7 separate regions of the Mus musculus genome follow, and all the other regions are linked to region 4. The links are chromatin contacts, called in public Hi-C, HiChIP or PLAC-seq and promoter capture Hi-C maps. All regions are on one chromosome and are shown on one strand. The core of a region is the stretch at or near the end of the contact, and the rest is flanking DNA. Distances in the headings are between cores, read along the strand shown. Region 1 overlaps Btbd9 (BTB (POZ) domain containing 9). Region 2 overlaps Dnah8 (dynein, axonemal, heavy chain 8). Region 3 holds the start of 1700030A11Rik (RIKEN cDNA 1700030A11 gene). Region 4 holds the start of Mdga1 (MAM domain containing glycosylphosphatidylinositol anchor 1). Region 5 has its middle 15 kb from the start of Btbd9. Region 6 holds the start of Cpne5 (copine V). Region 7 holds the start of Glo1 (glyoxalase 1).

Region 1 (3,569 bases), core at 494-2,993, 660 kb after region 4:
GGACCTACACATGGAGAAAATCAACTCCCCTGAGTTGTTCCTGATCTACACACACACAGTGGCACTCAAGCATGTGCATTCATATACGTATCTATATGTATGTATACACACACACACACACACACCCTGTATGAATGTTGGCAATAGATATTTCCAACTGTCCATGGTTTGAAGAACCCTGGTGCTGACAGTGTTTAGTTAAGACAGTGTTTAGTTAAGAATTAGCTACATGTATCCAAACTGCAATCCTTGGGAGGCAAGAACAACCTGCTTCCTGCAAATTTAATGAAGTATAAAACAGGTGCCCCACCTTGTCGGGTCTCAGGGCGTGAATATAAAATCCCAACTCAGCTGCACAAGATGGAGCCTGTCAACATTCACCCTCGAGAAGAGCAGGGCTCAGAAGGCCCACCCTTCCAAGCACTTACAGGCAGGGATGTAATAGTAGGGGGAGGGCTCTGGAGGCGCCACTGTCCTCCATGAGTAGAGGCAGCTAATGACTCCTAGGAAAGGAGACATTTCCTCAATGCTAGGCCCACTGGTAAGTTACCCACACTCCTATAAACAACCCTAATTAAACTCACTGGTTTGCAAAACAAAACCACAGGAGGTAGAAGCATACTGGGAGCCGGATCCTGGGGAGTTGCAGCGGGACTAGAAAGGGCAAGTGGGGGTGGGTATGTTGCATATCATATGCAAACTATATGATATGCATATATGAGTATGTCACGATGTAGGTGATTATGTGTATGTGAATAAAACAGACATAAGTAATTTAAATATCTCCATTATTTAAACTAAATGCTTTAATTACAAAGTTTTCCTTGGGGCTGGAGGGAAGTTAAGAGCACTTTGGCTCTTGGAGAGGACTGACCGGCTACCAAAGGCCTCATTGGGCAGCTCACAACCACGTGGAACTCTAGCTCCAGGCAACCCAATGCCCTCCTTTGACCTCTGTGGCTTATCTGTGCACATCCACAAGATATATTCACAAAGGCACACGCACACAAATATTTTTTTAAGTGAAAGGGGAATATGGTTTCCTTTCCTCTAGTCTCAGTCAGCCCCAATTACTAGTGGCTACTTCCCAGCTTTCTTTTCAAATAGGGTTAAGCACAGCAAAGCACTGTGCTGTGCAGAGTTCCCCACTGTTCTCAGGCTAGACACACTGCAGTACAGGGAGCGCAGTGCAGCCCTCAGAGCCCACACAGCTCAGCCACAGCACTGCAGCACCTCACCACCAAACAAAACTCCCGCTCTCCTGTTCGTGGGGACAGAAACCACTGGTCCTCTTCCTAACCCTTCGGTGCCATTTACTTTGGAGGAGCCTGTGTGCTTCTTTCTAGTGGGCTGAGGCCTCTGGGAGAAACTGAAAGAATGAAAATTGAGAAGGAAGCCATTCACAGGGCTCAGTTCCAGGGATATCTGCTTCTCAACTAGCACTCACGAACTGGTGAAGGCTCACCACACTCTGAGCTAAGCACAGCACAGCCACAGGAGACTCTGAAAGAGGAGGTGACAGTGACTCCTGAATACCAAGAATTCCTCTCTCTTCACTGTGTAGGTTACCCAGAGCTCATACATCAGAAGATAAGTAACTATCCTTCCCCATGACCTCCCTCCACTGTATATTTCACTGTATATTTCAGTATAAGGCATTCACAGTTCCTGGAGTTGTCAAGTCTTTTCCCTAGAAACTGCTGGAGTGGTGGGTGGCCCACAAGTGCCTCTCTACTCTGAAGGTGTCTATGGAATGCAGCCAGAGCAAACAAAGCATACTGAGTAATTCCCTGTTTGGAACGGGAAAGGCACCTCACAACTTCAGGATGATATGAGAGCAAACTTCTCCACTGGTACCCCAACTCCACCTAAACCCCAGTCAGAAAAGAGGAGCTGGAGTTGGGGGGGGGGGCTTTTTTTTTTCAATGCCTCTTCTGCTGGCTGACTCCTCTACAGACTAATGTCTGACTCCTGTCCTCTGAAGCTGCAGTGACAGTGGCCTTATAACAACACACATGGCTACTGAGCTAGTCCTGTGGCTAGTCCAAAGAAAACCACTGTCAAAGCTGGAAATACACATCATATTGCAAAGACTCAGCACTGCACTTCACTCAGCAGATGGGAAAACACTATTCTAGATCTGAGGACTCATCAGTCACTTCCCCGGCTCCCTGTACTTTCTCCTTCACATGGTTCCTGGGCTTTTGCAAGTGCACACAGGGCAGCATCCATCACACCTCTGGAGGCAGCGGGGCTTTAGAACAGGGCATCAGAGGATATCGAAAGTGATGGTGCACGCCTTTAATCCCAGCACTCGGGAGGCAGAGGCAGGCAGATTTCTGAGTTCGAGGCCAGCCTGCGAAAAAAACAAACAGAAAGAAAGAAAGAAAGAAAGAAAGAAAGAAAGAAAGAAAAAAATTTACACTGCCTGGGTTCAAGCCTTGGCAGCACCATTTAATAGGCTGTAGCTTTGGACATATTAGTTAACATCCTCCCAAACTACACTTTTTAAATATTCTTTATAAAGAATTATTATGTCTGTGTATGGGGGAGGGGCAAACGAGTCACAGCATATGGGAGTGGAAGTCAGATAACTCTTTGGGGTCCCTTGGGCTCCAGGGATCTAACAGAGGTTGTCAAGCCTGGGTGACAAGCACTTTACCTGCTGTGAACCATCTCACTGGCCTAAACTTCCCTTTTGTCTTCTACACAATGTAAGTAATAGAGAAACACTACTGTCCTGCATGCAAGGAAACCTCACCCATTTACTACAGTTATGACCACCGCCACCCACCACCAGTACACATGAAAAAAAGGACAGAGCTAACAGGAGCTGGAAAGATGGAAGAAGGGTAGCAACCGTGGCAACTCCAGAGCTGACGCTCTGATTAGTGCCAAAGAGATACAGTGGAAAGGCCCATGTTGGCATATAAAGAACTAAAGAGACTGAAATCAGAGCCACAGACACAAGCTCTATGGAAAAGTCCTGTGTTCGATTTCGATTCACCATCCTCAGTGTTCCCACATAACTCAGAAAACATGACTACACAGGGGCAGAGGAACCAACTGCTGTCCACAGTTGTGTAGGGGCATTAGCTAGGGCTCTGGGCAACCTAGCGACTACACTTGAAGTCTTCTGAACTCCATTCCACCTATCAATGTTCACAGCTCCTACCATGCATACTGCCAAGGAATGGAAACGATCATGCCCCTACATAGGCACTGATTTCGCTGGCCCTAGCCCAGCCTCCTCACGTGTTCAACCCACAGTGGAAGCCAGGATGTGGTACTGCTGGGTTTCTAAGATGCCATCCACTGTCTCCTGTTACCACTGCAGGCATTAGCAGCCAGAGAACTCGTGGACTCCAATTTAGGAGAATAATCGTTGAATGCCTGCTATCTGTTACCCGTTTCTTTTTAGATTATTATATTTATTAATGGGAGGAGTCGGGGACAATTTTCAAGAGCAGGTTCTCCTTCCACTTGTGGCCTCGGGGATCAAGCTCATCGGGTTCAACGGCAATGAGCAAAGCTTCCCCACACCACACCACCCTGCCAGCTCAATCTCA
Region 2 (3,643 bases), core at 782-3,281, 750 kb after region 4:
ATGTGTTCTAAGCTTCTGGCTCCTCATTCTCAGGTTCATTCTGTCTTGACCTGTATCTAGCCTGTTGTCTCTGCAACCTGCCTCCGTACAACTGTCCCAGGAAAACTGTCTCCCTCTTTCTCTTTCTGCACTGCTCTCTAGTAGCTGCCCTTTCCTCTCTCTTCTCATGAGAGTTGGGCTTATCCTATTCTGTCAAAATCTACCTCTGATCCGTCACTTTGTCTGCCACTCAGTTAGACATCACTTTCAAACATGGTTGCATGCCGGGCGTGGTGGCACACGCCTTTAATCCCAGCACTCGGGAGGCAGAGGCAGGCAGATTTCTGAGTTCGAGGCCAGCCTGGTTTACAAAGTGAGTTCCAGGACAGCCAGGGCTATACAGAGAAACCCTGTCTCAAAAAACAAACAAACAACCCATGGCTGCTTCCTTCTACAAGCTACCTTTACCTTCATTGTTTGGGATGAAAGGTATGTACTAAGAGCATGTCTGTATTCCAGCCAGAGGGATTAAAGATGCATGCTAAGGAGCCACACCACTACTAGAGACATGTATTTTCGGCAAATGACACAATCTTGGGGTTCAAGTATGATAGAATATCCTGCAACAGGGTCTCATTATAGTTCAGGTTGGTCTCATATTCATTATGTATCTGAGGGTTACCTTGACCTTTGAATCCACCCTCATCTACATCCCAAATGATATTACAGGCCACTACCACTGCCTTATGGCTCACTTAATTTTTAAAACCACTATACAAAGCAGCAGGATTCATAACATTTTATTTATTCATTCATTTATTTTGGTTTTTTGAGACAGGGTTTCTCTGTATAGCCCTGGCTGTCCTGGAACTCACTTTGTAGACCAGGCTGGCCTCGAACTCAGAAATCCGTCTGCCTCTGCCTCTGCCTCCTGAGTGCTGGGATTAAAGGCGTGGGCCACCATGCCCAGCTCACAACAGCATTTTAATGACCCAATTCTGAAAATGGTATAGTTTTCTAGTACCAAAGCAAAATCAAGTGAGCCCTTCACCTTGAGAAAAACAAAACAAATGTATGCGTCTGTTGTCACCTTTAAAAATCCCCCTCTTTAGGCTTGAAACCTTAACTTGTGCAGATCCTGTGGAATAGAAGTAGATGATTTTGTTGTTAACTGTCTAGCTTTAAGGGGAATGTCCTATTGTGCTCTCTGCTGCTTTGATAAACCCCATGATCAAAAGCTACTTGAGGAACAAAGGGTTTATTTCATATTTTCAGATCACAGTTCACCACTGAGGGAAGTCAGGGCAGGATCTCAAACAACAGCGCTGGTAGAGACCATGAGTGAAAGCTGCTTACCGACAGCAGTCTTGCCTGTTCCTAGTCTTAGGAGGAACCACCTTTTCTATACAGCCCTGGCCCAGCAGCCTAGGGATGGTAGCACCCACAGTGGGCCCTCTACCATCAATTAACAACCAGGAAACTGTTCTACAAACATGCCCACAGGCCAATCTGATATAGATAACTCCTCAGTTGAGATCCCCTCTACCCAAAGTGTGTCAAGCTAATGACCAAGATAAGGCATCACTGGGAGAAATAAAAACACCCAATGGTCAAGTTATTTGCACACTTCTTAAGGAAAAATAATTTCTAATTCTAGATTTCAACGTTGAAGCTCTTCTGCTGAAGAAAACTACACTGAGAAATGGAGTCTGAGGAAGGCAACGCAGAGCCACCCCCTCCGAGTGAAGAGGCTCCTCCTCCAGTTGTAGAGGAAGCTCCGCCCCCTCTCCCTCCAGAAGACACTGCCCCTCCCCCTCCCGAGGAGCAGGCCCCGCCCCCTGAGGGGGATGCTGCCCCGCCCCCCACAGGAGATGCCTTCCAACTCACTGTGGAAGGAGAAGCTCCGCACCCCGAGGATCCCAAGCTCCTGTCTGAGCAGGGTCCTGCTACTTCCGTGACTGACTATAGGAGTCTGATTCCCTCAGATGAGGAGGTAACACTGCCGGAGGATGAGGAGTCTGGCCAGGCCAGGGTCCGGGCGAGGCACACCCCTAGGCCTGCACAGTCGGTGCTGTCAGACGGGATTTCGCAGTCTTCCCGGCGGCCCTCTAAGTTCCGCCGAAGTATGACTGGCATCCCAAACCTCCAGGAGACCCTCAAAGAGAAACAGGTTTGCAGCTGATAGGGCGTGCCATGGGAAACCCCCGAGACTTTCCATTGTTTGGAAAGACATTTCTCCATACTTCCATTTTTTAAAATATGTTTTCACTTCTTTTAGGCAAGATTTAGAGAAGCAAGGGAAAACCGGAAAATGAAAATTGGCCCCTCGCATAAATACATATTTGAAGTTCTAGGAGAAAAGCTTGGGTTGGACTTAGTAACTGTGGAAGAACTAATTTTGGATTGCCCGTCGGTAAGCTGAAGTCGTGCCCGTATTTGTTTTCCCCTTTGTTTTGGGGTGTGTACGAGTGTGTGTGTGTGTGTGTGTGTGTGTGCGTGCACGTGCGGGCGCACAGGAGCATGTATGCACATGGACTGATGGTGCCTTTCTCTCCTACCCTCCACCCTGGAGATGTGTGTATTAGACCAGAGGCGCCATGGTGCACAATTAGCTGGAGACAGACTGTGGTTTACCAGGTCACCAAAGTTCCCCACTATAACATACCTTGTGGTCAAGGCTGGCTTTATAAAGGTGAGCTGTGATGCCACACAGCCTCCTGGGTTTGGTTTATTGATCTAATGCAGGTGTCTTGATAGAATTCTTCTTCCCACTACTCTTCTTTTCCTTTTTTCTCTTCTTCCTCTCTGTGCCTTTTCTTCTTTCCCTCCTCTTGTGATTTTTAGTTCCTCCTCCTCCCCCTCCTCTGCTTCCTCTTCCTCTTCCTTCTCATACATCCTCCTCCTTTTCAAGAAATACCTTCTCCTCGACAGTCTTTTGCTTCCTCCTCCTCCTCCTCCTCCTCCTCCTCTCTCCTCCTGTGGTAGGAGGGAATCTACCCCAGGACTAAATACACATGCTAGACAACTACCTTATACCTGAGCCAGCACCCTCCAGTCATCTTGAAGTTCTCATGCCCTTCATGTTCATTTTGCCCCAGCCATGCCGATTTTTCAGGCAGTCTTGGCTATCAGCAACATTGTTACCTTAACACTAAACGAGTTCTCTTTTGACATTCTCAAGCTGTGTTATAATGTCCTCCCTTTCTAATGCCTAGCTGGGCTCCTGTGGTATCTCTGGTAACATGCCTTCCTACACTCCACATAGAGGCCAGTGGGGCCTATGGCCATCAGATGAAAGGAAAGCCAGTTTCAGAAAAGGGATTGCTCTGTAGGTCTCTCCACCATCCCTGTACTTGCTGAAGGAGGAAAGCACATGGGTTGAGTAACCTTGCTTTCACCTGGAAATTGCTAGGCTGTGCTGGCAACCTCCAGATTGGAAGCCCAGTACCTTTGCTGGAGGCGCAGCCACAGAGATTGGGGCCTGCCCATTGCCTCCAGGGGAGAAGGACAGCTGTGGCTGCGTGGGGTGGGATTGCAGGGTTGGAGAGCCAGCTTTAGGGATCGCCAGTTGGATTTTTGAGCTTGTGTTCCCGGTTTGGAGACTTTGTCGTGCTAGCACGAGAACAGGCGTTTGTGGGCGCAGACCTTTTGTATTACTGCTCTT
Region 3 (3,923 bases), core at 638-3,137, 980 kb before region 4:
CTGTTGTCTCTCTTTTCTTTCCATGTGCATTCTGGAGTGCAAACTTTAAGGGCTGTGCTATCTCTCCAGCATCCTTTGCCTCCCCCGAAGCGGTTTAAAGCGTCTCCAGATGTTAGACAGTATTTTAGATCCAGGCTTGGTTCTGTCAACAATAAACTGATAACTGTGGGGACTGGAGAGATGGCTCAGCGGTTAAGAGTACCGACTGCTTTTCCAGAGGTCCTGAGTTCAATTCCCAGAAACCACATGGTGCCTCACAGCCATCTATAATGGGATCTGATGCCCTCTTCTGGTATGTCTGAAGACAGCTACAGTGTAGTGATATAAAATAAATAAGTAAATCTTAAAAAAAAAAAAAAAACAACTGATGGGGCTGCAGAGATGGCTCAGAGGTTAGGAGCACTGACTGCTCTTCCAGAGGTCTTGAGTTCAATTCCCAGCAACCACATGGTGGCTCACAACCATCTCTAATGGGATCTGATGCCCTCTTCTGGTGTGACTGAGAAACGTGACAGTATACTCACATACATAAAATAAGTAAATAAATAAATCTTTAAAAAAAAAAAAAAACCCGGGCAGTGGTGGCGCAAGCCTTTAATCCCAGCACTTGGGAGGCAGAGGCAGGCAGATTTCTGAGTTCGAGGCCAACCTGGTCTACAGAGTGAGTTCCAGGACAGCCAGGACTATGCAGAGAAATCCTGTCTCGAACAAAAACAAATAATAATAATAATAAAACCGATAACTGTATGGAAACCTCCCTTCTGTGTTCTCAGCCCCTTCCTGGCACCACGGCAGCTCTCAGCCGCCCACCTAACGGCAATAACCACGCTCGGTAGCAACACAACCTGTTGGCTGACAGGCCGACCCTGCTATACCTTACAGGCAGTCATTCAATTAGAACTTCCAGCAAATCTCAAGGTCCAGCCTTGCAAAATGGGGAAACTGAGGCTAACGGGTGAAATGTGCTGTCTCCACAGCCCGAGGCCTCCCACAGAGAGACTGAAATAGGCCTTGGCCTCCCTCGCTCTGCCTCAACTTGCCCTTTCCAAATGGCAGAGTCTAGACAGATGGGCTATTTGCTGGAGGTGGGGGGGTAGGGGTGGCGGAGGGGGGTGTTTCTGAGGGGCAAGGGACTAACTGGATTCGGAGGCTCTGTCCAGCAGTGGCTTCTCCTCGGGTCCCTGAAATATGGCAGCTGGTGTGTGGAGCTCAGAGGGATGGGAGCCTCCACCATCTACAGACGGGACCTCTTGGAACTCAGGCGCCTCCAAGTCTGGGAAGCAGAAAGTCACAGTCAGTGTGTGTGTCAGCCACGCCCAGCAACCTGAGCCTGGGCAGGTGCCAGTGTACGCCACCCGTGGGCTCTGCAAGGCTTGCAAGGCTATGCCGGGTCTGGGGCTCTGTTTGCGGACCCCGACCATGCTCTCTGCATGAAAAGAACTGTCTTTCCTTGGCTTCTCTTTTTCTTTCCATGGGGTTTCCTTACCTAGCCGCTGTTTTCGGTTGGTCCACTAGGGGGCAGAAGGTGCCTGGCTCCGTGCCACGAATGAAGAAGAGCCATGGCCTAAACCGCCTTGCATGAAAATCTCTCCTCTTATGACCCCAAATCCACGCTCTCCTGACAACGGTGTCATACAAGTCTAGCCCCCATCCACCCTAACGCCCACGAAGAGCCAACGAGACCAGCCCTTCTCCCTCCGGCTCTGGCTCTGAGGGATCCCACTTGTACCCAAGTGAGACCATGTGGAGGGGAAAAGCTTTGATCTCTTCTCCATCTCCATCCTCCCTACACTGCTCAAGGCATAGTGTGGGCATCAGAAAGATTCCAGAGCAGGAGGCAGCTGCAGTTGCTATGGCAACTGCTAGAGCCTGCTTACCAAGGCTGCTGGAGGTGGAAGCTCGCTGGCTACTAACACACAGGGGTAGGAAGCTGGGCCTCTTGGGCCGGGTTTCTGGGCCCAGGGTAGTGGCTGTGCCGACTCTCTTGGGTTCCTCAGAGGCAGGCTTCTTGAGGGATAAGACTCTCTTCAGGCTGGACTTCTTCTCCTGGGATTTCTTCCTGGGGAGTGGCGTTGGCTTTCGTGGAGGAACCGCTTCTGGCTGAGGGATTTGCACTTGCTGTGGGGAGGAGAAAGAAACTGGGTTAGATCCCTGGCCTTGAGGAGAGGCGAAAGGCAACCCCAGACAGGGCCGACCCAGAGCGGGAGGTGGCTTCTGGAATTAGGGAGTGGGGCTAACTGGACGGGGAGGCGGGGCACGAACCGGGAGCTGCAGCAGCTCTGCAGGCGCTCTCTGATGCCTGCGCCTCCTCACCTCTTCTTCCAGTTGGTCTCCAGCTTTCTTGAGCAATTCCACAATCTGCCAGATGACATCATCCTCTGCAAGAGAGCATGGGTCCCACCACTCCTAGGTATGCAGACAGTATCCAGATCTGGACTCCCAGGGAGAACGAAACCAGCCTGGATCCCTCAGGATTGAGGTTCCCCAATACCCAAAGACCCTCCCATCCCCCCCCAATACCCAAAGACCCTCTCATCCCCCACCATCCTGACTGAATATGGGAAAGTATTTTTGAGGCAAAGTATGACTTTTTAAATGTGTTAATTTTTTATAATTCAATTATTAGGGAGAAGAGAAACACATGTGGCGATCAGAGGATATCTCTCGGAAGCCAGTTCTCTCCTTTTATTATATGGGTCCCAGGAATCAAACTCACATCATCGGGGCTTGCTGGAACATGCCTTTACCCTCTGAGCCATCTCACAGCCCAAAGCATGATGTTTTATGCAGGGATTTAAGGCCCGATGTCCACCTGCCCTGTCAACTGAGCTTTCTAGATCTGGGAACTTTGAATTGGTAGTGGCTAAATCACTTTCCCCTCCGGATCTTTACAGCTTTCCCTGCGAAATATGGGTCACAATCTCTCATGGGCTGTCAGGACATCAAACAAAGGAGCAGGAGTTAGAAACATTTCCCAAGGCTGATTCCAAGTCTTCCAGCCCCACATAATAACAGGTCCCTATCCTAAGGCACAGAGAGGACATCAGCTGGCGCTCCACAGGTCACACTGGACCTGCCCCATGGCTGCTTCCACTACTCCTCACACCAGAACATTTCCTTGGGTGGCTTGTTTTGCCTTACACAAGGGTGATGTGCCCACTCCACTAGCTGCACCCCAAAGGTCTGTTTGCATGAAATGTCAAACTAACAAGCGACTCTGCCCCCGGCTTCCTGTTTCCTGACACTATCTACAGTTCATTTTCCTCTCAGGCAAGGCAATGGTAAAGTAAATACCTTACAAACTGGCCACAGAAATGCCTTTCCATCCCTTGCATACCCTGCCTTTAAAAATGCCGCCCTCGTTTTTAGACAATTAAATGAAGAGGGTATTGTGAGGTGTTCTGATTGTGTATGAGGTTGGACGCACTACTGAGAGACGGGTGTTTAAGTCTGTATGGATGAAGCTTCGTTTTATTCCCTGTAATTCTGCAAGAAGATTCAGAGCACACTGAAGGCTCCTCACTGTGGCCGTTGGACAGTTCTTTCCATTTTTCCATGTAGCTGCCTTGTTTAGTTAAGCCCAAGACCTTTTACCTGCTAACACAGGGTCCCTGTCTAACTACACCTTTAGTCTCTATTCAATAGATAGGTGGTAGGTATAATAGATAGATAAAGATAGACATAATAGATGAATGGATAGATAAGATGATAGATTAGATAGGTTAGATAGATAAGATATAAATATATAAAATAGAATTGGTGATAGATAATAGATGGGTGGATGGATAGATGGATGGATGGATGGATGGATGGATGGATGAATAGATAGATAGATAGATAGATAGATAGATAGATAGATAGATAGATAGATGGATGGATAGATGATAGATAGACTAGATGATAGATTAGATAGAATAGATGAA
Region 4 (3,966 bases), core at 865-3,364:
GAATCCTGCCCACCCCAGCCACACATCATTAGAAAGTAACTACAAAGCCCACCCTGCGGTGAGCAGAACGCAAAGTCAGGGCCATGGGCTCTGGGGACTGACTGACTTTCTGTGCTGTGCACGTCGGGAGGATGACCCTGGGTAGTATTGAACCAAGGAGTCTTCGGTGAGGAAACCCGCGGCATGGAGTGGAGAAAAGGTGATCAGAATACTCCATGGCGCGACTGAGCTTGTCTTGGGCATCCAAGAGCAGAGCTGCGTGGCGGGAGGCAGGGTTTAGACACGTAGCCGGATGGGTGCGAGCCGTGTGTGCGTTTCCTGAGGACTGTGGCTGAATGTGTCTGTGTGTGCGAGCAGGCAGAAGGAAGCTGGGGCTGGGGTTCTGTGGTTGGGAACCAGCGACAGGAAGAGCTGGCTCAGGAGAGGTCTGAAAAGGGATGCCGAGAACAGTCGGCGCCTGGGCTAAGGGATGCCCAACAGCTCAGACCGCCAAGAAGCTAGAAGAGGCGATCGAGCCGCGGCCACTGCCCGGAAGGCGAGCCAGCCTCAGGGCCGCGGTGCTGGAGAGCTTCTCGCCCGCCAGCCGCGCACAACTCCGGATCGCTCATCGCCCGCTTCCACTCGGGAGGCTGAGCCGAGGGAGGAAAAGGATTCCGTGGGAACAGCTGCCCCAGCCCAGAGCTTGGGCTCTTCCCGGGTCTCCTGAGCTCACTGTATTATTCTCCCAAGACTTCCGGATCTCTCTAACCCCTGGAAAGATTTCGGAAAGCCGAGACCTTACCCCGGCATCCCCAGCCTCACACCAATAGCCTAGGACCGCTTCTTGGGCTCGGGAGCAGCCTGCTCGGTCTCCCGGCGCCCAGGCGAGGGCGGAGACGCGGCCATCAGTGCATCCACCAAGCCCCGGCAGCGCGCACTTTGAGCAAGATCTTGTAAAGTTTCCGGGCGGCTCCGCCAGGGTAGAGCGGGACGCTGGCTCTTACCATAGACTCCTTGTCCCCGACAGTGGAAGGGGATAAGCGCCAGAAGTAGAAGACAGGTCACCTCCATCTTCACGGCCAGTGCTTCATCCCCGCGAGGCGGCGCAGCCTGAGAGGCGGCGGGGGGCGCATCCGCCGGGGCACCGCTTTGCCCTCTGCGTTCCCTCCTTTTCCCTGAGTCGCGACGGAGAGGGCGGCGACCGAGACTAGGAGTCTGAGCAAGCCGCGACTCGGCTCTGTCCTCTTCCCACAGGGCGGCTGCCCGGGTGGAGACGCAGGGGGCGCTGCCCCAGACCTTGAAGCCTCTGCGCACCGGGCGCAGCAGCCAGCTCCCTGGCCCAGAAAGCTCGGCCACCGAGCAGTCCTAGGTCCCCAGGGCTGTCCACCGAGGGTGCTGAACGCGGGGGGACCTCTCTGCTGCGGCGGCCGCGCTCCGATCCAACAGGCCACCGATGCCTGACAAACTTGTCTTTTCCCCGCCCAGGGGACGCCCCTCCGCGGAGCCAGGCCAGGAGGCCCGGACTCTGCTTTGGTTAATCCGCTGGCTCCAGTCCTGCAGTAGGTGTGGAGGGCTCCGCAGCCCGACCCAAGGGAGCCGGGCTGGGCGCCCTTCCCGGAGGCGAGGGCGCCGGGTCCCGGTCCTCTGGAGCGCTGGAGCAGCGAGGACTAGGTTCGGCAGCGGGGCGAGCGCTCCGGGTCCCCGAGTCCGCGAAGTTAGCCGAGCCGCCGCCGAGGAATCCGGGGGAGGCGATCGCGTCCCGGCGCCCCCGCGGGAATCCAGAGAACGGTTCCAAAGCAAGAGGGACCGCAGCCAGCAAGGGAAAGAGGAAAGTTTGAGTCCTTTGAAAATAATTCGCGCTCTTGCGGAGGCCCGGGCTCAGGAGCTGCTGGCCGCCTCCTCTCTCCCCGCTCCTCTCCCGCCGTCTGGCCGCCGCCGTGGCATTCCCGGGCTCCGCGATCTCGGGAGAGCGGGGCTGCGCCGCGCCCCAAGTTGGGCGTCCCCGCCCCCCTCCCGGCGGCCTGGGCCCGAGAGGGCCCCAGCGGGCGGGGCCGGGCGGGCTCCGGGGCACCGCGGCCACTCCGGCTCCGGGGCCGCGGGAGCGCTCCGCTCGCTCCCTAACTTGGGCTTCGCTGTGCTGCTTTCTGGTCCCTCCGAGCTTTTCATTCCGCGCTTCCTCCACCTCCCCATCACCACCACCCCGCCTCCCGCTCTCCCTCCTCCCTTCTTCCCTCCTCCCATCTCCGCGATCGGTCTCTCGCTCTCCCACCCTTTGTCGCTCGCTCGCTCTCCTGTTTGATTCCCCTCCAGTTAAAAAAAGGGGAGCCAATTAAAGGCAGCCCAGCTCGCCCGGCCCAGCCTCTGTCCAATTTCCTTGCTTCCCCCAGGACCAATTAGAGAAAACAAAACAGGGCTGGGGGAAGCAGTCTCTCTCTCTCTCTCTCTCTCTCTCTCTCTCTCTCTCTCTCTCTCTCTCTCTCTCTTTCCCCGCCCCCCCCATCTCTCTCTCCCTATCTCCGCCTCCCCCACCAGCCCCCTGGCAGAAAAATGTCAGAAAGCAGCAATGGATCCATCTATCCCGAGGACAGTAGCGGGAACGTGGGTTCGGCGCGGGCTCTGCAGCCGCGCACTCGCACACGCTCTCCGCCCTCCCTTGCACAGCCCAGGCTGGCAAAGCCCTGGCCGGGTGCAAACGCTCGCCGCACGCTCGCCGGGCAAGCACCGGCGGCTGGTTGCTGGGACGCAAGCCTGCAGGGCACTGGACACTTAATGAATGTTTTGCACTTTGGAGAAGGTGATACTGGAGCCTAGGATCGGAGGGAAAGGCCAAGGCGTCTGCTTCTCCTAGACCAGAGCTGGCGCGAGAGGCGGTTGCCTGCTGTCGCTCTGCAGGGATGTTGGCTCGGCTTGGGAATCCCGCCACCTCCACCACCACTACCCGCCCCTGGCAGAGCCCCAGCCCCTTTCCAAGCTGCCTCGGCCTCTCCCCGGGTCGGGCGCCGGGGACGCTGCCAGAGGCACTGAGGAGGAGGACGCGCTTGCAGCTTGCAGTGTCCTAGCTGAGGCCCACAGGTTGCCAACAGGTTTGCCAGCAAGACCCCAGTGCCAGAGCTCCACAGGGACACCCAGGGTCCCCTTCAGCCCGCTTCTCTCAAATCCTGCCTACCCGTGAGACCTCAGGCGTGGCCAAGTGCCCTAGGGGTGCTCGCGCTTCCTGCAGCCAAGCCGGGAAGCCTGTCTCCCCCCACTTCGAGACTCCGTCACCTTAACCCGGCCCTCCCCGAAGCTGTGACCAAGATGTAGTTCCTTCCAGACGCCCTTGGGGAGGGGCGTGGGCTGGGCAGAGAGGCGCACGACCTCCCTGGCGCCTCCGATAGCGTCCTCCCTCCAACCCGGTCCTGCTAATCTTACCTGCTCCACCTGTCGCCGTTATTTATCTCGGCGTGAGCGCAGGGATTGTACTAGAGCGGCCCGTGGGAGCGCGGACAGCACAGCCGCAGCAGCTAACAAGCTCGGAGGTTAGATCCTGTTCAGGATCTGCTGCAATGGTGGGTCCATGACCTCAGGCATCTGTCCAAACTCAAAGACCTGTTTCTGATCACCCAAAGAGTTGATTCTCTTGCATGTAAATCAGCGCATGAATTAAAAATATTAATTATAAATCCCTCCCTCTCCAAGCCCACTCCCACCGGGATGTTTCTCCTCTGACCCTCCTGGGCAAACATAACCTGTTAAGGAGGAGTGGAAAGCACAAGGTGTTGCCTGGTAGATGGGGAGGGGCGCCATCAGCCTGACTCTTCTCAGTTTGCTTATGGTTCATCCAGGCTACCCGCCCTTGTTCCTGGCTCCTTTGTTTCTTTCCTACTCTTACTAGGGGTGGGAGTCCAATGCTCAGTTAAGGGTGTCCAAACTCAACTCAGCAGATGCCAACTAGAGATTTATTGAATGAATGAATGAATGAATGAATGATGTCCATCGTGGGCCAGA
Region 5 (3,819 bases), core at 427-2,926, 700 kb after region 4:
TACACAGACATTTAATATGATTTTGTGCCCCCAATCATGCTCTGAACACTCCATTAAATCTTTATATTGTTACATGACACGATGCCGAAAACATTAACTCACCTCCTTGCATGTCTTGTTAACTCACGGCCCATATCCATTCAAGCAGCTAGACCATGGGCCCCGCAGTGCCAGGCAGGAACCTTGAAGCTTTGGCCTGGGAGGGGGGTCAGGAAGGACAGCCCTGAAGATCAACGGGTCCCTAGGTAGAGACTTTCTATTCCTGTAGCTAACCGAGAAAAGGGAGAAATCACAGCCCTGAGATGTAGGCCGTCTGTCGATCTGGAGGGGCAGAGGCTTGCTTGTCTTTGGCTTCTGGACACAGCTTGAGGAAGTTAGCAGTACACTTGGGGAGTTAGGGCTGGGAGGGGTGTGCCTAGGAGACTATAGTTTTAAAATACAAAATGAACATTAGCCAAAAAAGAAAAGAAAAAGAACACTGCTTCAGAGTGAACAGTGGGCAGTGGATGAGAAAGCGCTGACTTTCATGACTGTTTTCTACCTAACCTGTTTCAGCTTTGTTTGTTTGTTTTGTTTTGTTTTGTCTAGACAGGGTTTCTCTGTGTAGCCCTGGCTGTCCTGGAACTCACTCTGTAGACCAGGCTGGCCTCAAACTCAGAAATCCACCTGCCTCTGCCTCCCAATTGCTGGGATTAAAGGCGTTCGCCACCACCGCCCGGCTTCCCTTTTTTTTTTTCCTACTGTAAAAAAGTAATGCAAGCAACAAGCCACATTTAATTTAGAAATTAAAACCACTGAATATTTTCTAGGATGTAGAAAGCCACAGCATTAGCCAAATAAATAAAGCATTTGAAAGCCTTTAAACTCTTAAAGACTATTGTAAATCTAATGTGCTTTAAAATACACACACACACATATATATATGTATATTTTTTAGAATTATGTTTACCCTGTGTGTGTATGTGTGTTTGTGAGTATAGAGCCCAGAAAAAGATGCCAAATCTAAAAAGGTTGATGTGAGCCACCCAACATGGGTGCTGGAAACTCAACTCAGCCACTGCTCTTAGCCCTGTCTTCAGCCATAATGTGTATTTTGATGACATTTATGAGGTACCTATTTTATTACAGCTCTAAAAGTCCTGGGTATTAGCATTTTAAAAATATTCTGGGGCTGGAGAGATGGCTCAGTGGGTAAGAGCACTGACTGCTCTTCCAAAGGTCATGAGTTCAAATCCCAGCAACCACATGGTGGCTCACAACCATCCATAATGAGATCTGATGCCCTCTTCTGGGATGTCTGAAAACAGCTACAGTGTACTTACATATAGTAAATAAATAAATCCTTTTAAAAAATATTCTGTAATATGCTAACATCAGTAGGTCTCATTTGGGGGGTGCGGTTTGAGAAAGGATTTATCTATGTAGCCCTTGGCTGTCCTGGAACTTGCTCTGTAGACCATGCTGACCTCCATCTGCCTGCCTCTTCTCCCTGCTCCCTGTCCCCCGTCCCCAACCCCCGAGCACCGGGATTGGAGGACATGCACCCCCACCACCTGGACAGTAGGCCTCAGATTTATGCACTTGCTGTAATTTCTCTTAACTATTGACTGGATTGAGCTGAGTCATCACCATTGAAGAGAAGCCTGCTTAAGCACAGCTAACTGTCACTAGCTGGCTATTCTGTGTCGTCCGGGTTACTGTTTCCTTGGTGTTACTGCTCAACTGTCCGTTACTAACGTGTTCCATTAGTTGCCTCGAAATTCTAAGTATGCAATTTAGCAAAACACTACATAAAACACTGTATAGAAGGGCTCCCGAAGACAAATGGCTCAGGTATGTAGCTGCTGATCAGAGGTGGAAAATCCCCGCTGTCCGTTGCCGGAAACTATCGAAGTGAAGACTCTGCCCATTCATTCCCTTGGAAACGCTATCAGGACCCATTCCTCTTTGAAGAAACTAGAATCAGAAATCTTAAGAAAGACCAGTGGTTTCAGCGGAGCAGTACTGACCCCTAGGGGTCATTCTGGAAATGTGTGGGGGCCCGTTTTCAGTTGGTTTGACAAGTGGTATTTAGTGGAGGAGGATGTTGGTTGGTGTGATGTCATTCAAGTTGGCATTTAGTCTAGGCTCCGCCCACAGTTACCTGGCAACAGCCAGGTGTGCCTGACTCACACCCCCTCCTCTCTTGCTCCCTTCCCCTTCCCCTCTCTTCTCATTCCCCTTCCCCCTCTCTCCACGTGCTCATGGCCAGCCTCATGACTCCTCAGTTTGGAGTTTCACATAGTTTATTTTCCTCTGAAGAGAACAGTGTAGAAAAGGAGGTGGCCGGAGATTAAGTTTACAGGAGAGAAGTTGACAAGCATAACCTCAGTAGGCTATGAGTTATGTTAGTGATCTTGCTGGATACAGTGGCCTCGGGATGAGAGCATTTCACCTGCATTTCAACTCCCACTTAAAGAAACAAAACCTCATTTCAGCATGTCACCACACAAAGTCAGAGCCCCCCCCCCACTGGGAAATGGTAAATAAGTAACATCACATAAAACTGTTGGTCTTCCAGAACGTAAGGAGATCAATTTGGCTGCAGAGCCTTGGAAAACACTTTCAGCCCTTAGACAAGTGAGGAATCCCAGGTTACTTCCTTTCAATGGCCGTTTTTAGTGGACACACAGCACTGACTGGCCTTAGCCATCTTTGATCATATATGTGTCAAGTGACGGGATGAACAAGCTGTAGGTATCAGGACTTCTTGCAGGCCAACTCTGCAGTGCATGCCCTTGGGCCTTCCCATGCTTCTAACAGCATCTTGAGAACAAAGGTCCCTCCACAACCAAGTTGTCAAGGTCTGTGTACTATGCTATGGGACAACTCTGGGGTCCTTCGAAATTCCTCTGACTAGGCCCACTCCCCAAAATGGTACTTGGAAATGAGCTCCTACAAGGCAAATTACTTAGGTGGAGCCTCCTGGAATGGGATGCATGTTGCAGTAAACTTCTGCCCCGAGAAGGCACAGTACCTGTCCACAAGGCAAAGTGCCTGTCCACAAGTCAAGAGGACCCTTGCCAGACACTGCAAAGGCTGCTGCTTCATAAGAAGTTGCAGCCTGCCGGGCGGTATTGGCGCACACCTTTAATCCCAGCACTCAAGAGGCAGAGGCAGGCTGATTTCTGAGTTCGAGGCCAGCCTGGTCTACAAAGTGAGTTCCAGGACAGCCAGGGCTATACAGAGAAACCCTGTCTTGAAAAACCAAAAAAAAAAAAAGAAGAAGAAGAAGTCGTAGCCTCCTGCAGTGTGAAAAGGAAATGTTCACACGTCTATAGCCTCCTGCAACCTCCAGGCGACTGTACCAGTAGAGGACTGTCTCCCCTGAGCAGCAGCAAGGTCCCCAACCCCCAGCCTGTTCTTCCCACCGCTACTTGCCAGGTAAGTGTATTTGCAAGTGCACTGTCCCAACTCCTGCCAAGGCCTGGCCACATACATGCTTTTCAATGCATACAGAAGCACACTTAAGGAATAAGGATTATGTCCTGGCAAGACTCACCTAGCAAGTACTTCCCACCCCTAGAAATATGGTTCACATTGTTAAATTGGGTAGGTCCAGTATTAGAATCCCATTTGGTGATTCCAGCATTGGACATTTGAAACTGGCCCTCCTAGATTCCTGTGACCCACCTTTTGATATCTGGTCTTTCTCCTGAATGTACTTCATTCCCCCAAATCTTTTGATTTGACATTTTCTTTCCCATGCTTTTTCAACCATAGAAGCTACCTGGCTTAGTCTGTACAGACTCATGTGTATCCCTGGTTCAGCGCAAACTT
Region 6 (4,033 bases), core at 402-2,901, 650 kb before region 4:
GTAGAAGCCGGTGCTGTAGGCTGGTGTCTTTCGGGACAAAAGGATGCCCCTGGAAGTGGAAAGCACAAAGCCCTTTCCGGGTAGGGAACAGGCTGTTCAGGAGCTCAGAGGTGGGAAGGCTCTGGGAGACAACTCAAGAGTCTGAAGGCGACAGGCGTGATTGAAGGCGGGAGGCAGGGCTGTGTGCAGAAGGAGGGCAAGCTAACAGCTGCTGACAGCTGAGGAGGTGAGACAGAGCTGATGGGCCATCAGGAAGCTCCCAGCAGAGTAAAGGCATGTTCAAATTGTCTCTGTGTGGGACTGAGGTGTGGGGGATGGACACACATCTGGGAGTCACCGCAGTAGTCCCCTAGAGAGCCTGGCTGGGGACACCACCTCAGCAGCTCTCACTTCAAGTCCTCAGGAGGCAGTTTCCCAGAATCCATCCTCTTTCACACCCGAGGCTAGCATCTCGGGACATATGGACACTTGCCCAATGTCTCAATTCAGTAACTCAGAGATGAGGTGGACAATATCTGACCCAACAGCACCATAAAGCCAAGGTGCGTGGTTTGGAACAAGGGTGCGATGGGGCTCTGGAAATGCTATATGGGCCATTGCCAGGACCTCCAGTGAGTTATATCTGGACCACAATGTTCTTCACAAACCTATCAAAGCAGTGTGCCTAGGGCCAGCCACATGCCTGTCCAGCCTCGGGGCAGCCTATTAAGAGAACCTGAGAGGCCCAGCCCCACAGAGAAGGCCAACCAGTATGGCATTACTGGGGACTTGGAGGTGGCAGCCTACAAAACAAACTCCTTCCTCCCCCTCTTGCCTGGGGATTCTGACACTTCCTCATCAGCCCTTCGCTCCTTTGGCTTAAGATTTTCCCATCAGAGTTACTGGTTTTTAATGGCGCCACACCACTCCTAAGTTCGGCAAGGCTTCCTGCTCTCTGAGACTCTTGTCCCGGTTGATCCTTCTTGCTGGAGGCTAAAGCAAGAGGCTTTCAAATCCTGGGTTCTAAGACAGTGGAGGAGAGGGAGAAGGCTGGGGCAAAGGCCAGGGTAGGGGGAGAAAGGAGGTCACGGGAGGCACAGAGGGTCATGCCTGGGAGGAATGGCGCCAGTCCCTCTCAATTCTCCTTTTGGGGAAAGATAAATCAGGGAGAAAGCCAGAGTGGAGACCCTGGAGCGGCTCCTCCCCTTCCCACTCTGCTGCTGGGACCCCTGTTTCCGTGTCTTCCTCCTGTCCTGGAAGCAACAGCTCCGAATGCAAACTTTCTGGGAACCTGACCCCTGCCTGGCTGCCCATTCAGCCATCGCCACCCGCCGCTGGGCAGGGGGTCTCCGAAGACAGGCAGCGGGGCGCCCGGGAGACGAGAACAGTGAAAAGCAGGCTCGCTAAGCAAAGGCTGAAAGCTACAGAGAAAGAGGGATTCCGGCCCAGGGGCGGGGCAGGGTCCCCCCCCACCCCCGAACCGCGGGCGGCTCACCTGCATGACACCGTGATCTCCACCTTGGTAGCCGGGATGCTGCCCGCCAAGGAGTCGAACTCGCTGAGCGACGCCATGTCCTCGGGTTGCTCCATCGCCCACCGTCCCCCCACCCCACCCAAATTAGTCAATATTCCTGCGCGATTCACGCCTCCTCCGGAGCGGCTGCAGCCCTGGGCTGGGCGGCCAGGGGAGGAGAGGAGCGCGAAGAGGGGGCGTGGGAAGTGCGAGCGGGAAGAGGGCGGAGAGCGGGGGCCCGAGGAGAAACGGGGCGCGAGAGCTGCTGCGGGGAGGGGGGGCGCGGCGAGGGAACCCAGGCGCAGCGGGGAGGGGTCCCCTGAGGGGGCGTGGGGACTCGGGGATGGGGGACGAGGACTGAGCCGCCTCGGGCTTGGGGCGCAGCGCCACGTCCTCTGCTAGGGCTCCGGCTCCGGGGTGCCCTGGACTGCGGGAAAATCAAATGTACCCTGAGTCGCCGCCAGCGCCTCCCGCCAGGCGCGCGCAGCGTGCGGGGTCCGCGGGCGCCGGAGGGGCCGCCCGCAGGGGCCGGGGCGGGGCCAGGGCGGGGTCTGCGCGGGGCGAGTGTGGGAGCAATGTGTGAGTGTGTGAGTGTGCGCGCGTGTGTGTGCACGCGCGTGGCAGGCGTGGGGACGCGGCTCCGGATGACGGGGACAGGGCTGGCGACAGCCAGAGACGGTCCCAGGGCGCGCGCCGCCCTCTGCGCAAGTTCCCCCACCCCACTTGTCCAGCCGGGGTCTGCGTGCTGGGGGAGGGGAACGGTCCAAGGGGCACCTGTTTGGGCAGCGTCTAGGCGGGGTTCGGGGAAGAGGGCTCGGCTGAGTGTGCGCACCGCCACCGGAGGGTCTAAGCCCTCCACCCTCCACCTCCTTTTGGGGAGGCGGCGATCAGCCTGGTGCCAGGAAGGCTGGTCTGGTTTCCGACGTAGGGTGGGTCAGTGGGAGCTTGCCCATCTGCCTCTGGTGTCCGCAAAGCCTGGTCTTGGCTAGTCGCCTGAACCTTTACCCAGCTCCTTCGTCGTCCTCCTCCTCCTTCTCTCTTCGTGACCACAGGGGCCGAGCCAACCCCCGGGTCTGTCTGGAAGCTTCCTCCACTAGACCAAGTGGCTGGCCTCAGCTCCCTGGGCTTTGCAACCAGCAACCCAGTATACCAGGCTCAGAGCCCTGCACTGGGAAGCGAGGGGAGCGTCAAAGCATCTCTCAGGCAGACTTCCCAGGCTCAGCCTGCCCTCTGGGCCTGGGGTTGCAGCGCCAAGCCAGCTGTGCACGGAGTTTCCTCTCCAGCAAATCCACCCGTGGCCCCTCCTCAGCCTCGGTGTAAGCTTAGCTGAGACAAGACGCGCGGAGCAGCGGCAACTTCCTCACCCACCACCTCATACATCGTGGATGCCTGTCGCTATCGGTGGTGGCCTTCTGGCAGCCGGGCATTCCGAGCAGGTGCACCCGAACGCCGTTTGAAATCAATTTTCAAAACGTCAGTCAGAGCCCGAGTTGAAGACAAACAGAACACCTTCCTTGGACCTGCACAAGTGATTCCTGTTTACCTAGGGCTCCAGATCAGCTGGACTCAGTTCTGTTGCCTGGGGCAGACAGCCAGGGGTGCTGGATTCCCCCAGGATGAAGGAGAGGGGACAACTCACTTTTGGGTTGGGCCTGCACAAAGAACACCTCAGTCTCTGCTTGTTTTTTGTGGGTTTTTGTTTGTTTTGTTTTTTATTGTTTTTCAATTTTCAATTGATTTTAAATTTAGAACAAAATCAGTCTGAGCCCCAAGTGAGCTGCTAGTCAATATGTCTAAAACTATCACTATCGTCCAATATGGTGGTGAGAATGAGTCTAAGGAGACGTTCACACCCAGGACGGTGCTCGGCCTGTGTTTGTGGGACGAGGACAATTTCTAACGCCATAGAACGGGATGGTACCAGGGCAGAAAGATGTGAAGTGACTTGCCAAGATTTAGGATTAGGAACGTGATTTTATTTTTTTCATCATTTTGTTTTGTTTTTCAAGACAGGGTTTCTCTGTGTGTAGCCCTGGCTGTCCTGGAACTTGCTCTGTGGACCAGGCTGTCCTCAAACTCACAAAGATCTGCCCTACTCTGCCTCCCTGGCATGATCAAAGGCATGTGCCACTGCTACCTAGAAGGGATGTGGTTTTTTTGTTTGTTTGTTTGTTTGTTCTTTTGTTTTTTTGTTGGTTTTTGTTTGTTTTGTTTTGTTTTTTCGAGACAAGGTTTCTCTGTGCAGCCCTCCCTGGCTGTCCTGGAACTCACTTTGTAGATCAGGCTGGCCTCGAACTCAGAAATCCACCTGCCACTGCCTCCCAAGTGCTGAGATTAAAGGCATGTGCCACCACGCCCAGCAGGGATGTGTTTTAAAACACAATTCTAAATGATTGGACAAAGATTAGGTTACCCCTTTACTACAGACATGCTGTGGGCATGGGGCAGCAAGAACAGTACTGCTCACCCGGTACCTCCCCCCTCTGTCTCCCATGTCAGCTATGGGGTGGCAGAGAAGTTGTTCAGCTGAGAGTCTGCCGA
Region 7 (3,827 bases), core at 879-3,378, 720 kb after region 4:
AGTGGTCCTGAGTTCAAGTCCCAGCAACCACATGGTGGCTCACAACTACTGTAATGAGATCTGATGCCCTCTTCTGGTGTGTCTGAAGACAGCAAGACAGCAACAGTGTACTCTCATCTTTATAAAAAAAAGGATCTCCCTGAGATTTCTAGTTCATTCATTCATTCATTCATTCAGTTTTTGTTTGTTTGTTTGTTTGTTTGTTTGTTTTATTGGGTTTGTTGGTTGTTGTTGCTGCTGCTAAGCACTGAATTCAAAGTCAAGCATGCTCCCTACCACACCACATTCCCAGGCCCTAGAGTCTTACAGTTTGAACAGCCTGCTACCTAAAATCCCCAGTTACCTAGGGAGTCAACTGACACAGAACAATACCCAGAATCCGGGTGTGCTTTGTAGAAAATAGCACATAGCCCAGCAAGAGTTTTAATCTTTTAATCTCAGCACTTGGGAAACAGGCAGATGGATCTCTGTAAGTTTGAGGCCAGCCTGGTCTATACAGCAAGTTCCAGTACAGGCAAAGCTACATAGTGAGACCCTGTCTAAACAAGAAAATGTGTGTGTGTGTGTGTGTGTGTGTGTGTGTGTGTGTGTGAGAGAGAGAGAGAGAGAGAGAGAGAGAGAGAGTGGGGGGGAGGGAAGGATGGATGAACAAATTTTCAGTAATGTAGGAAACCAATTCACATGGAATGAACCAATTTATAGTGTATAAAATATCTAGGAGATCAACGATATGGTTCAGCTGCCAAGGCAAAGACCTGAATTTCCCAATACCCACAAATATGGAGAGAAAGTTGTTCACTGACGTACACACGCATGCACACACACACACACAATGTTAAAAAATTAAATGCATACTAAGGTTATGTATGGGTAAATAGAAGGAATGGGGAGAAGTGTGTGTGAGTGTGCCTGTATTCGGCCTTTCCTTCCTGCCTTAATTTTGTAGTGACTAAGAGTGTCCCTAAGTACACACCTGGTGCTAGTCAAAAGCTTTGGCAATTACAGTATGTCTGACTCTTGTTTGCCCTTAAGGCAAAGAACAAGCAGGGACCAAAGTCTTCACCATCTATCTGCCCCTCCTAGAGGTCTGCATAAAGCCCACATTCAATCCAGGAATTCACAATGATGCAGCACCTAATTGAATATAGGTGTTTACTGGCACGGATGACTATACAGGAATAAATTCCTCCGTCAGCCACCACGTCTAACTTTTGGCCATGCAGAGGCAGGGACCACACCTGAATGAGTCTTGCCTACTTTACTGTAAGTACAGCCGTGTTTAAGGGAAAGTTTTTCAATGCCATCGGTTAAGCTCCTTACTGGTTGTAACTACAAAACGAAAGGGTCCGAAGAAAAGTGTCTAAGATTCCCTCCAAGTCGAGGTCCTATTTATTATCTGTAATCTCTCCAGAGACTCTTGGTGGACAGAAGTGTGGACTTGAGCAATGGCAAAGCCAAGCAAGCAAAGGCAGTTAAATTCGAGCAACCGCAGTAGTTTGGAGGAGTGAACCCTGGCGGCAAGGCGACTACGAAAAAGAGTACGGCTGAGAGGGACCAGTTACAGAGGGGCCCCTTGAGCTATACAAGTTCTGAAAGTGCCTGCCCGTCTAAAGGGACATGGCGCCTAAGCCAGGATAACTGCACCCACAGACACGGAATCTGACCCTGAATCGCCCTGGCTTCAAGACACCGTGCCCAAAATAAACAAGTTAACGCACTCTGGGGGGCGTTTACAAGTTTTGAAATAACTTTCTGAAGATGGGGATCCCTCTGCACTGTCCCCCCGCCCCTGCCCCCATCGCCCTCTTTCCAGCTCACTCCACTGCGCCGTCAGCCGGCCGACATGCAAGCAGCGGCCAGACCGGGTTAGGATTCCGTCAGGCAGGGCCAGAGCCCCAGGTCGCTCCAGCCGCCGAAAAGGAGGCCCTGTCACCCACCTTGGTGCTAGGGTCTGGATCGGAGCAGCAGCTGAAAGCGGTCTCATCAGTGAGGCCACTGGACGCCGGCTGTGGCTCTGCCATGGCTGCCCTGGAGAATCACCAACCTGCCCTAGTAGCAAACAGGCCAGCGGACCACACGCTCCACAAGGCCCGGGGGACGCCTTTGCAGTCGGCTGAGTGACAGGCCAAGGGGCGGGCGGACGCGGCTCCCAGCCAACCACGGTGCACATGGCTGTTGGCTGTCTGCTGATTGGATTCCAGTGAGTCTGGTTCAGCATGGCGAGACTACATTTTCCAGAATGCCATTGTGCACAATAGTGGCAACTCTTAAAAAAAAAAAAAAAAAAAAGTGTTAGGAACCTGATTTTGCTTATAATTACAAAACTTGAAAACTACCCATTCCTCGGGGCGGCAACCTCATAGAAAATTTCAGCCTGGTGGAAATTACGCTTTTTAGAATAATGAGAGCTTGAACTGGGTGTTAATCTTTTTAAAAATTGTATAAGAACCTGAAGCCAGGATAATTGAAAACCATTCGAATTTAGGATTTTGTTTTTGTTTTCAAGCAGCTAAGTTTAAGTATTTCTTCCACTATATTTTTGCCCGGGGAGCATGGGGTACTTACTGGTCTTCCCAGAGCCTCCTTGGAGAATGTGTGTAGAGAATGTATGTAGAAAATGTGTGTAGAACCGAATAACTGTGGTTTGACTATGCAGTATACACAAACCACCTGAGTTTGAATGGGATTCTAATGACTCACTTCTACACACAGAGTATGTGTGTAGACAAAACTGATGGGATGTCTTATCTAAAATTAGCTTTTAAAATGTGGTGAATGGTACAGGTATGGTGGCTCACATCTGTAATCCCAGTCATTGGGAGGTAGAAGTAGGAAATTTAAAGCCAGTGTGGGCTACATAGTGAGTTCAAGGCCAACAATGGGCTTCATGTGACTCAGTCTTAAAAATAATTAAAGAAGCTTTGGTTCTTGGTGAATCTTTCCTTAATCTCTCCCTCTCTCATCCCCTCCCCTCCTTCTTGTTTATCTATGACCACATGATTAACACTAGGGAGAGAAATGTGACAGGAACTGATAACTCTAATGTAACAGAACATAAAGAAGACAAACCTGGTCTTAGGAGAAAGAGGTATAGGTCATATACATGTAAGGCCAATATAATAGGTTCTGTGTGCAGAATATGTAAAAAAAAATTACAGATCAATGAAAAATACAAACCAATAAAAAGTGGCAAAGAGGAGAACAGGCAGATTGCAAAACAGAGAACACCGTGTGTGAAAATTGACTTCAGTTTTCTAGTACATAGGGAAGTCCCTTCCGAGGCCTTCAGGTTAAGTTTTTAAAGTAAAAACCATCATGGTTAGTGTGGAAGGCAGAACACTGGAATCAACAGGCACAGCTGGCAGAAATCTAAATTACTAGAAACCTGTGGGGAACCTATTTGACAGCAGTTGGTGGAGCTGAGGGGAGCCCATCCTAGGACTCACTGCTAAGTATTTACGCTAGACAAAGATTATTATACTTATAGTCCACGTGACAAACAAAAGAAACAGCTGAATAGGGGGGGTGGAGGGGACAGGGCAGAGAGTGGCAAAAGGTACTTGTTAAACAGTAGGAAACTAGGTAGGTGATTATTTTCATAGACTGGATTATGAGACATAAATGAAAAAAATCTGCCAGAAATTCATATTCTAAAGTGGATAGATTCCACAAATAGAAATAAAATGAGTTAGCTGAGGCTCTGGCTCCATTAATAAAGGGCCTGCTGAACAGACATAAAGTCCTGAGTTCAAATCCCCAGAATCTATAGAAAAAACTCGGTGGTGCATGCCTGTAGTCCCAGAGAGATAGGCAGAAGCCTGGAGCTT

What was found. Promoter capture Hi-C pulls out the DNA fragments that hold promoters and counts their contacts. Hi-C and Micro-C count contacts between places; a contact is called where the count stands out from the background. HiChIP or PLAC-seq counts read pairs in DNA pulled down with a chosen protein or histone mark.
Region 1: an HNF4G HiChIP or PLAC-seq map of pancreatic cancer cells shows a contact between it and region 4, with 5 times the contacts expected there. The contact joins the enhancer-like site here to the promoter of Mdga1 in region 4. A contact is called at or near these places in 10 of 115 datasets of contacts at active chromatin or transcription factors (craniofacial prominence, embryonic basal ganglia, embryonic forebrain and 7 more).
Region 2: a contact with region 4 is called in an H3K4me3 HiChIP or PLAC-seq map of embryonic limb bud, with 5 times the contacts expected there. The contact joins the enhancer-like site here to the promoter of Mdga1 in region 4. A contact is called at or near these places in 8 of 115 datasets of contacts at active chromatin or transcription factors (astrocytes, embryonic forebrain, embryonic limb bud and 4 more) and 1 of 9 other capture datasets (embryonic stem cells).
Region 3: a contact with region 4 is called in a promoter capture Hi-C map of pre-B cells, with 3 times the contacts expected there. The contact joins the promoter of 1700030A11Rik here to the promoter of Mdga1 in region 4. A contact is called at or near these places in 2 of 39 promoter capture datasets (liver and pre-B cells).
Region 5: a contact with region 4 is called in a Hi-C map of the N1E-115 cell line, with 8 times the contacts expected there. The contact joins the enhancer-like site here to the promoter of Mdga1 in region 4. A contact is called at or near these places in 3 of 15 datasets of contacts at CTCF or cohesin (large pre-B cells, pro-B cells and stem cell-derived epiblast-like cells), 23 of 484 Hi-C or Micro-C datasets (B cells, the HL-1 cell line, the N1E-115 cell line and 15 more), 16 of 115 datasets of contacts at active chromatin or transcription factors (astrocytes, craniofacial prominence, differentiating embryonic stem cells and 10 more) and 1 of 9 other capture datasets (embryonic stem cells).
Region 6: a promoter capture Hi-C map of liver shows a contact between it and region 4, with 2.5 times the contacts expected there. The contact joins the promoter of Cpne5 here to the promoter of Mdga1 in region 4. A contact is called at or near these places in 1 of 39 promoter capture datasets (liver) and 1 of 9 other capture datasets (liver).
Region 7: a contact with region 4 is called in a promoter capture Hi-C map of stem cell-derived epiblast-like cells, with 6 times the contacts expected there. The contact joins the promoter of Glo1 here to the promoter of Mdga1 in region 4. A contact is called at or near these places in 7 of 39 promoter capture datasets (the HPC-7 cell line, embryonic stem cells, hippocampal neurons and 2 more), 14 of 115 datasets of contacts at active chromatin or transcription factors (craniofacial prominence, differentiating embryonic stem cells, embryonic basal ganglia and 8 more) and 1 of 9 other capture datasets (embryonic stem cells).

Annotation. Positions count from the first base shown.
Region 1 is chr17:30,549,183-30,552,751 of GRCm38.p6, forward strand. The region is part of intron 1 of Btbd9 (BTB (POZ) domain containing 9); the gene reads right to left. Among named protein-coding and RNA genes, the nearest start is that of Btbd9, 25 kb to the right of the region's middle. RefSeq lists an enhancer at 1-3,368. Within about 2 kb of position 1,744, at least 60 of the 459 cell types and tissues checked have an H3K27ac peak or open chromatin away from gene starts, as enhancers often do. A contact at or near this core is called in pancreatic cancer cells, where this site is marked.
Region 2 is chr17:30,633,685-30,637,327 of GRCm38.p6, forward strand. Dnah8 (dynein, axonemal, heavy chain 8) reads left to right here. Exons shown (of 93, transcript NM_013811.3): 2 at 1,637-2,149; 3 at 2,258-2,392. The coding sequence starts at 1,682. Among named protein-coding and RNA genes, the nearest start is that of Dnah8, 8.6 kb to the left of the region's middle. Within about 2 kb of position 2,032, at least 18 of the 459 cell types and tissues checked have an H3K27ac peak or open chromatin away from gene starts, as enhancers often do.
Region 3 is chr17:28,903,378-28,907,300 of GRCm38.p6, forward strand. It overlaps 1700030A11Rik (RIKEN cDNA 1700030A11 gene), which reads left to right and starts at 1,888. Exons shown (of 3, transcript NR_045457.1): 1 at 1,888-1,922; 2 at 2,326-2,410; 3 at 2,627-3,394. It overlaps Bnip5 (BCL2 interacting protein 5), which reads right to left. Exons shown (of 12, transcript NM_172450.3): 4 at 2,314-2,378; 5 at 1,878-2,118; 6 at 1,139-1,273.
Region 4 is chr17:29,886,464-29,890,429 of GRCm38.p6, forward strand. Mdga1 (MAM domain containing glycosylphosphatidylinositol anchor 1) reads right to left here and starts at 2,115. Exons shown (of 17, transcript NM_001368423.1): 1 at 984-2,115. The coding sequence starts at 1,050. Gm41559 (a long non-coding RNA gene) reads left to right here and starts at 3,438. Exons shown (of 3, transcript XR_003952341.1): 1 at 3,438-3,527.
Region 5 is chr17:30,588,980-30,592,798 of GRCm38.p6, forward strand. No RefSeq gene overlaps it. Among named protein-coding and RNA genes, the nearest start is that of Btbd9, 15 kb to the left of the region's middle. Within about 2 kb of position 1,677, at least 43 of the 459 cell types and tissues checked have an H3K27ac peak or open chromatin away from gene starts, as enhancers often do. A contact at or near this core is called in the N1E-115 cell line, astrocytes, cortical neurons and 5 more, where this site is marked.
Region 6 is chr17:29,236,139-29,240,171 of GRCm38.p6, forward strand. It overlaps Cpne5 (copine V), which reads right to left and starts at 1,652. Exons shown (of 21, transcript NM_153166.2): 1 at 1,475-1,652. The coding sequence starts at 1,569.
Region 7 is chr17:30,610,531-30,614,357 of GRCm38.p6, forward strand. Glo1 (glyoxalase 1) reads right to left here and starts at 2,129. Exons shown (of 6, transcript NM_025374.3): 1 at 1,938-2,129. The coding sequence starts at 2,021.